2 separate regions of the Mus musculus genome follow, and region 1 is linked to region 2. A link is a contact called in public promoter capture Hi-C data. All regions are on one chromosome and are shown on one strand. The core of a region is the stretch at or near the end of the contact, and the rest is flanking DNA. Distances in the headings are between cores, read along the strand shown.

What was found. Promoter capture Hi-C pulls out the DNA fragments that hold promoters and counts their contacts.
Region 1: a promoter capture Hi-C map of liver shows a contact between it and region 2. The contact joins the promoter of Dph5 here to the enhancer-like site in region 2. A contact is called at or near these places in 4 of 39 promoter capture datasets (the C10 cell line, liver, neural stem cells and 1 more), 3 of 15 datasets of contacts at CTCF or cohesin (CD8 T cells, the NIH/3T3 cell line and large pre-B cells), 3 of 484 Hi-C or Micro-C datasets (Th1 cells and liver), 17 of 115 datasets of contacts at active chromatin or transcription factors (CD8 T cells, the SCID.adh cell line, bone marrow-derived macrophages and 11 more) and 3 of 9 other capture datasets (adipose tissue, liver and pancreatic islet).

Annotation. Positions count from the first base shown.
Region 1 is chr3:115,886,710-115,890,961 of GRCm38.p6, forward strand. It overlaps Dph5 (diphthamide biosynthesis 5), which reads left to right and starts at 1,474. Exons shown (of 8, transcript NM_027193.2): 1 at 1,474-1,568; 2 at 1,731-1,888. The coding sequence starts at 1,754. A930005H10Rik (RIKEN cDNA A930005H10 gene) reads right to left here and starts at 1,421. Exons shown (of 2, transcript NR_015487.1): 1 at 1,055-1,421.
Region 2 is chr3:115,746,027-115,750,742 of GRCm38.p6, forward strand. No RefSeq gene overlaps it. Among named protein-coding and RNA genes, the nearest start is that of S1pr1, 33 kb to the left of the region's middle. Within about 2 kb of position 2,450, at least 6 of the 459 cell types and tissues checked have an H3K27ac peak or open chromatin away from gene starts, as enhancers often do. A contact at or near this core is called in liver, where this site is marked.

The DNA of each region.
Region 1 (4,252 bases), core at 224-2,723, 140 kb after region 2:
CATTTAAGAATCCATTAGATTTGAATTCATCTTCAGTTTATTATTAATTTGTTTGTGTGTGGGGGGGTGTGGGGGTGTGTGTGGGTGTGCCAGCCTGTGGTGGTCAGGGGAGACCTCTGTGGAGTTGTTTTTCTTCCACCTTTAACTGGGTTCCAGGATTAAACTCAGGTTGTCAGACTTGCGTGACAAGTTCCTTTACCAGCATCTTGATAGCCTTCCTTTGGTTTGTTTGCTCTGTTGACAAGTCTTTTGTCAAATTTCTGGTTTGCAAACATTTTCTCTCAGTGTACGACTTCAGTCTTTTGAAGGGAGTTTTTATTATTAAAGTATGACTTTTTTTCCTCTCTCTTTGCAACATGCCTTTTATAGCATACCTGAGAAATCTCTCCCTGGATAGGTCAGATTTTCTTTTCTTTTCTTTTTTTTTTTTCTTCTGTTATAATTTTAGGTCTTTCCATTTACACCATGATCTATTTTGAGGTGTATGTATTTTAATATGGTGCAAAGAATAAATCAATTTAGTGGGAACAGGGAGAATCAGGTCTTCGTGCACCCTTGGAGGAAAAGGCTAGACTTAAGAAAAATCTGAAAGGCCATTACATTGTGCCAAGAGAAGCAATGAACTGTCTTCCCAACTTGGATAAAGTTACCAGTGAATTTAGGAAGAGCATCTGCAGTGTAAACTTTTCGCTTACTGGAGCTGCGTGTAACCAATCTTTAAGAATCTCTGCAACAACCGCTGAGAGGTTTAAAGCACTTTCCTTTTTGTTATGCGCTTCCCGCCATAGAACTACTTTCTTTTTTAAAATTATCCTTTGGTTAGCATACTAAGTAATGGGCTTCATTATGGCATTTTTCATCCGTATATGTCATCACATTCGTATTTAGTCATCCCTTGAGCACTCTTAAAAGGTCACTCTCCACCGAGGGTGACTAAGGCAGATTCCCTTGAGGCATTCTGGTATCAGATCCCAGGGACAAACCCCTAGAAGGAGTCACAGCCCCCCCCCCCCCCCTGGGAACTTAACAACCACACTCAGCAGGGCAAGCCAACCTGTCCCCTCACCAGGGTGACTTCTGGTTAAATTGCGACAGATCTACAGAGCGGGAATTCAAAGCTGAGCAAACGCGGGGTCGGTCAGGGAAGTCCCTCCGGTTGTTCCTGCCAGTGTGCGTCTGGAGGGCGATTGGGAGCTATCGTCATCAGCCCGGACGCCCTTTGGGGATGTTTGAGTCCTGGCTTGCCGGGAGCGTGGGCACGCTGGGTCCTTTCCAGGCGCACAGCTGGACCCATTCCTGACCCTTGACCTCTGCCCGGGAGTCAGCGAGTCCTGGAGGGCCTTGCGGGGGGTATGCGATCGCTCTATAGCTCGTTCCTGGAGCGGTCTGTCATCTCCGCCTCCTGCCAGTCGTAAAGTGCTGTGAAGGGCTCTGCGCTTTACGGCGCCGTTAGGTGAGACCCGGAAGCTCTGTCTCTGATGGGCACATGGTTTGGGGACTGCAATTATTAAAAGGCTGCAGTGAGACTTTGAGGGACGTCAGCGAATCACCTCCGAGTCTCTAAGCGGGTAATCGGATCACACTTTTAAAAACAGTCATTCCATTATTTTCTAAGAGTATGCAGGAGTGTCGGACGCACGCAGGGTGCCACCTTGGTTTTTATGTTCATCCCTAGACTTTAGGTCCCCGGTGTTAGCTGACGTTTTTCTGTTGTTCACTTCGCTCTGCAGTCTCCCCATCCCTGGAGTTCGGAATGCTTTACTTGATCGGCTTGGGCCTGGGAGATGCCAAGGACATCACAGTCAAGGGCCTGGAAGTTGTGAGACGATGCAGTCGCGTGTATCTGGAAGCCTACACCTCAGTCCTGACTGTAGGGAAGGAAGCCCTGGTACGTGATTAAAGTCCCCAGGCCTCTGGGGAAGACATCTAGCTAGCGTCCGATTCTCCTACCCTAGACTGCACAGACTCTAAGCGTCTGCTTTTTTTTTTTTTTTTTAAGCCCCTGTAAAACACACACCCTGTCCATTAAGATCTACTTCATACTCAGTGACTTGGGAAATGAAACGGTAGTTTGTCCTACTTTACAAGTCTAATTTTGTGCCTTTCTCCAGTAAATAAAAAAAAAAAAGTTATTTTACACTCTTGGGGATAGTTATCAAATCCGTTATTTCATGAGCTAGCCAGACATCCTTTCCGAGTTGAGTGCTAATGAGGTGCTGACACAGGCTTAATGAGTTGCTTATACATTCAGCAAGCGATCTGAAAGCTTCCGTCTTTGAAGTAGTTCCATAGGGAACAGCGATCTCATTTTTTTTTGTCTGCAACATAGCCAAAGAGACCTTACATGTACTCTCCCAGGAAGGCTGTCATTCCCACATGTACATATAGAGTGACTAAGTAACCAGAGGATGTATTAGTGCATTATATACCTTAAACAGGGTAAATATGTAAATAATAGTTACAACAAGAAGGGTCAGTTTCTGCTTGATTGTCAAACTTAAAGTGAACCCTATATTGAGATAAGATGCTGATGTGTTGTTAGAGGAGGAGAGGAAGGTTTTTTTGTTTTGTTTTGTTTTTTTAAATTGTCAAGTCTTCCATATAAAAGTGTGGGCCAGAGAACTTCCGGTCATATCTCTCAGATTCACAACTCAGAATTTTGAAGGTTTCAGGGTTATGTTAAAAATCTTGAATCCTAAATAGGCTTCTTCTTAAGTTGGTCATGAATTAGAAAAAAAAAAAAAAAAGTAGTGTTTAATGGTCAGTTTGACTTGCTGGCCACACTTGTCGGTGTTTATACTTACTTCAAGATGATAGAAATATGTCTTGGATCAGTGATCAGAAACTATAATGGACCTAAAACCATTTGAGAAAATAGATAACTGGCAGGTTAATCGAATAGAATATTAAACACAGCCAGGGCTACACAGAGAAACCCTGTCTCTAAAACAAAAACAAAAACCAAAAACAAACAAAAAGGGAAGACAGGCAGTCGTGGCACACACCTTTAATCCCAGCACTTGGGAGGCAGAGGCAGGCAGGTTTCTGAGTTCAAGGCCAGCCTGGTCTACAGAGTAAGTTCCAGGACAGACAGGGCTACACAGAGAAATCCTGTCTCAACCCCCCACCCCCAAAAAAGCAAAAAACAAAAGAATATTAGACAATAGCTTAGAGCAAAATTGGGACATAACTTGTTTTGCCTTGTGACATGTCCCTGGACAATTCCTTTACATTTAATTTCTTATAAATTGAGGTCAGGATGTGTTTGCCTTCTAGGCTCTTAGAACAGTGTCCATCACAAAAGTTTTCAGACATTTTAGCTGCTAGCAGATATATTTCCAAATTTCTAAATGCTAGTTTCTCCATTTGTCAAAGAAAAAATAACCAATTGAAAGTTATATAGTATTTATTAAGGTGTATGTGAAAATGCTTTATAAATTATAAGTGTTAGTAAATATTAATTTTTCAAGGTTTTCCCCTAAGCATAAATGTAATTATTAGGGGTCTGGGCTTACCTTACCTATAAGTAAATTTTGTGTAGTTTTTTTAAGGTACCAGAATATCTGTTATTTCATAGTGATAAGTGTTGATATTTTTGGAACATTTATTTTGCTGTTTTGTTTATTTTCCTGACAGTGCTTGGAATTGAACCCAAGGTCTCTCAACATGCTCCACAATTGCTTTGCCACAGAGCTACAATACCCAGCCCTCTATAGTTACTGCTCCCATTTTGTGGGATGTTCCAAAAACTTGTCCAGTATCATACAGATAGTGACAGAACAACATTCAAACTAAAGTATCTCTGAGTTGAGAATTATCCTTCCAGACTTTCATACATTCTCTCTGCATTCTTAGCTTTAGATAGTAACTACACAAAGTATAACAGAGAAGTTATAGCAAGCAAAATGGTTTGGACTGGATCTTATTTTATTACAGAATTCTTCTAGTATTGTCTTCATGTCCTCCAGGTTCTTAGTTCCTGTTCTTCCCCGAGTAGCTTGCCACAGGATCCCATCTGTACCATCCGCCTCAAGTCACTCATTTATAAGTTCATGCCTTATATTTCCAGTACAATTGTAGAACCTCTTTCTCTTCAGTCTTCTTCTGTTTTTCACTTGCACATTTTCTTGTTAAAACAAACTGATTTTTTTTAAACTGTTGATGTATATCTTTATGAAGTCTGGTTTCAGCTAAAGATCATTATATTGCAGGGAAAAGATAGTTCTATTTTCTATAATGAACATATGCTTTC
Region 2 (4,716 bases), core at 1,200-3,699:
CAGTTGACCACAGTAAGTTCCAAATATTTAATATAATTTGAAGTGAAAGAAATGTTATCTAAATTCTGGCTCACTCTTTGACAGATTTTCTGGACAAGAAACAAGATAAAAGCAGAAACGAGGTTTGGTTTTGCATGGAAGTGAAACCATTACAGTTTTATGTGTATAAATGTACATTTTTAAACAAGATTTTTCTCTTGGAAAAGAAAAAAAAAGGCCACATTCACTTTCAACAGCCCTGTGCAATGTTAGGTCCAAATTAGAGACTTGAGTTAATATTTTTTGTCTTTGAGCTGTGTTTCTCTGTAGAGCCCAGGCTGGCCTAGAACTCAAAATCCTCCTGTTTCAACCTCCTGACTGATGGGAATTACAGGCATCTGACACCAGTCTAGCTACTGAAATTCGTATTTTAAAATAGTTGTTGAGAGCAAAATCTTTCTGGCACTCCTTTGAAAGATCAGCTGGAGTCAATTGTCGGTAGTAATGTGCCTGCTGTCGTTTATATCACTCTACACCTTTTCTGAACAGGCAGTGTTAAGCTTGTGTTTCCTTTCTTATTTCTTACTTAGAAATGGGGACTTTTTCTTTTACAAAGCATGTAGGCTAACCTATTCTTGGAACAATCAGTTTGGCAAGCTCACGGTTTGCCAGGAAGACTTGGCCAATCAACCTTGAAAACAGTAGTGAATTCGATTCTGGGATCAGTCATTAACAGCATCTTTTTCTTTTAAAGACACAGCAGTTTTTGGTTAACTTTATCCGCCGGCGCTCTTCATTGATCCAATCAGCAAACGAGCCAGCCAATGGTAGGTCTAGGGGAGATTTAAGGAGATACCAAACTATCGTCTGCAAACTGCATAGGCTGCCCTGAAGGAACCAAAGGAGATGTCAGCCATGGTAGTGATTTCAGTTCTTATAGCCAATAGCTCGGTTATTCCCCAGACAACACACAACCCACCTCCCTTCTTCCTAGGCCTACCACAAACACAATTTTTAAAAAAGACACAAATTTCATATTTATTAAGAGAAAGGTGAGGGTTGTGTCTTCAGTTCATTAATGAAGGACAACAACAAAATCCACTCTTTAAAATGAATTAGCTACTAGAAATATTAAGAATACAAGAGTCTCGAGTGAGAAAGGAAGTGGCTGCAGGGAGGGATGAGGCAAGGGCCTCTGCGTTTCATTAGCAAACTTTCTATTCTAACTTTAACAAACACCTCTCAGCCACTGGGATGAGGAGCAGCCGCCTCCACAGCTCCCTCATCAACTGCACACATTCACTTCACGCAGCATTTCTGATTTCTGTGTGTCAAGCACAGCAAGTAGGGTGATGGGCAAGGGAGATGCCATCCTTGTGCTTAGGGAAGAATGGACACAATCCATTAAAAATGTATGTGTGACGATGGTTGTTTGATAGGAAATCAGCAAGCATAGATCTCTGGCTTGAGGATGGCTTATTTTGAGGATAGTGGAAGGTTACAAAAACTAGTGAGAGACAGAGAGAAAGCAAGTCCCCTGAAAAAGCAAGAGGAGAGTCAGGATCATGTCTTTAAAGGACCCTAGAGCGAAGATGCATGCTTGTAATCTCAGCACTCAGGAGACTGAGGTAGAAAGATTGACACTAATTTGATGATAGACTGAGCTACATAGTAGGTATCAGGCCAGCTAGGGCCTGTTTCAAATCAATAAGCAGACAGACAGACAGACAGACAGACAGATATGGAGAGATAAATATTTACATATCTGTAGATATCTATATCTCTGTATTTGTCTCTGTCTCTTATCTCTGTCTCTCTCTATATAGAGATTATATGTTTTTATTTTTCTCTCTATATATACTCTCTATATATAGAGATAGAAAAGATGATAGGAACATAGATAGATAGATAGATAGATAGATAGATAGATAGATAGATAGATAGACAGATTAGATAGACAGATTAGATAGACAGATTAGATAGACAGATAACTTGATGGAGACTTTTTTAAAAGGAGCCACAATAATCAAAATAGTAGAGTTAAAGAAAATAGGGACTAAAGGTGAATGATCAATTATGTCACCAAAAATATAACTTTTTAAAAAGTAAAGTGTTATAATTTGTTTTAAAAATGGAGACACCTTTAATAAGAGTATCTGTATATAGTTTGGTGAGTATTGGAAAAGCACACATCTGTGTAGTCTCTGTACCAAACAAGACAGTGATCAGCAGGTTTTTCACACACACAATATTTAGACAGACTTTTTGCTCTTCCCAGGTAGCTGCAGGAAAGAGGTAGTCAGGCAGAAATAGGAAAGCTACTCATAGGTTGATGATGCATGTAGAAAAGGTCTTGTTCCCTGAGGTCAGTAAAGCATCAGATACTGAATTCAGGGTCACCAGGGATCAAAGGACAGTATTTTGTAAATGAGTCTGGATTTAAGGTTGTGCAATCCTGTGTGGTTTGCAAGTAAAAGCAGGTGACTGGCCAACAGGGCGCTGACATCAAAGTCAGCTTTGGTTCTGTAGAGAGCTAAGGGTTGTAGGTACATGGGGGCTCCTGCCTGGCATCTGGACAAGACTTCTGGAAGCTTCTAAAAAGAGTTTGCTTGCCGACCCACTCTTGATAAAAGTGACAAATGTAACATAGCAGTATTGTACTGTTGTGCAATATTTACAATATTGCATTTTTGTAAAGCAAACCTCAAATTCTTACCTTGGAAGCAAGCCCAGGAAGGTCGGTTTTTCACACCGACTCACCTTGAATGTCTCTGTGCTTTGCACTGGATTTTCTTCATTTTTCCCTTGCCATTGCTTCTGAAACAGGTCAAGCCATTCCTGGCCCGTGCCTTTGTCCTCACTGGTCATGTCCCCAGGAATGCTCTATAGCAAAAATCCTTTACAATAAGCATCCCTCTTCTGGTTTGTCCATGGATACAGAGAGGAATCTGCCCAAATTACCTCATTTTGTCCCCCCAACCATCCACAGTATTTTTTTGTAATTGCCTTTATCAGCCCAAAATTCTCTAGGAATTAAATGGTTTACTTGTTTATGATCTGTTTCCATCACTATGACAACAGCTTTCACAGACTGGCTCATCATCATAACCCTGTGACTAAAACACTAACTGAACATTATGGGAACCCCTTGTGTATTACAGAAATGAATGAATGAGTTAATTTGCATACCTGCCCATAGTCTTTACCCATCATTCTTTACTCATCATTTAGAGCAATACCCTCATTTCATAGGGGAATGAGCATCTTCATAGGGATGAAGGTTTCCTCTGTACTGTTTGAGGCTCACTATTATTTCATTCTCTCTCAATGTAATGAGATGGTATTACTAATAGAGACTGTCTAGAGCAGTGGTTCTCAACCTTCCTAATGCTTTGACTCTTTAGTACAGTTCTTCATGTTATGGCAACTCCCCTCCCCTCCCCCCCACCATAAAATTATTTTCATTGTTACTTCATTTTTGTAATTTTGTTACTGTTTTTAATTTTAATGTAAATATCTGACATTCAGGATATCTGATATGTAACCCCTGTAAAAGGGTCACCTAATCTCCAAAGGTGTTAAGACCCACAGGTTGAGAACCCCTGGTCTAAGTCAAGTTGGCCTATGGAAGATTGTCTTGATTGTCTTAACTGGTATGGGAAGGGTCAGTCTAAAAGCCGGAGTCACCACTCCCGGGTTTTGAGTCTTGGATATATAAGAGTTAAAAAGGGAGCTGACTGCGTGCTAGGCATGCATACGTTCATCCACTGTCTACTCTTTGTTGTCATATGACTAAGTATTTTGAGTTCTTGCTTTGATTTCCCCACAGTGATGGATATGTGGTGCCTTGGATGAGAAGCATCTCCCATAAGGACATCAAAGAGGCCGTGAAGGCCATAGGGAGAAAGTGGCAGCCACCAGTTTTCTCTTCTGATATGTAACCTCTCTTATGTATAGTCAGTGATCTTAAGTTAGAAATTTAACTTTTTCACCATGCAGTTGTTGCTAGTTACATATGACTTAAAATCTTCTTGCGATATTGGAAAACTGAAGAGTTGGCACACTCGTGGGAACTAAAAGGGGGCCTGGGGAAAGAGGGGGAAGGGAGAATAGCCCACGTCCGGCCAGAGCTCCACCTATGCTCTGGGCAGGTGGACACGGGAGGGCTGCCAGACACTTTCCACTCTGCCCCGGGTGGGCATCTAAGCCTCTGACCCCACTCGACGGGGTCAAACTGAGACAAGAACTTAAATCTCCCAGGACTTGTTCCCACATAATCAGTAGATGACAAATAAGCAGGCTGTGAGCATTTGGTCCTGGGTTGGTAATGCTGTTCGGGGAGACTTAGTTTCTATGACCTTGCTGGGGGGAAGCATGTCAGAAGGGGAGGGCTTTGAGAGTGAAAAGCATTGGCTATTGAGAGTTTGCTCTCCTTGCCCTGTACCTGTGGTTCAAGATGGGAGTGCTCAGCTTCCTGCCCCTGCCACCATGCCTGTCACTTGCTACCATACATTAGCAACTCTAACGCTATGGTTCCAGAAAGAGACCATAGAGGCCAAAATAACCCCTCTTCTTTAAGTTGCCTGTGGTCATGGCAGTTAACCACAACAGAGAAGTAGCTAATAGTATAAGGTGAAATTGTAAGCCAGAACAAACCCTTTCTCTCTCGCTAGAGTTTTAAGAACATTTTATCACAGCAGTTCTGTCATCCCCAATCCTTCTGAACTCCAGTGCGCC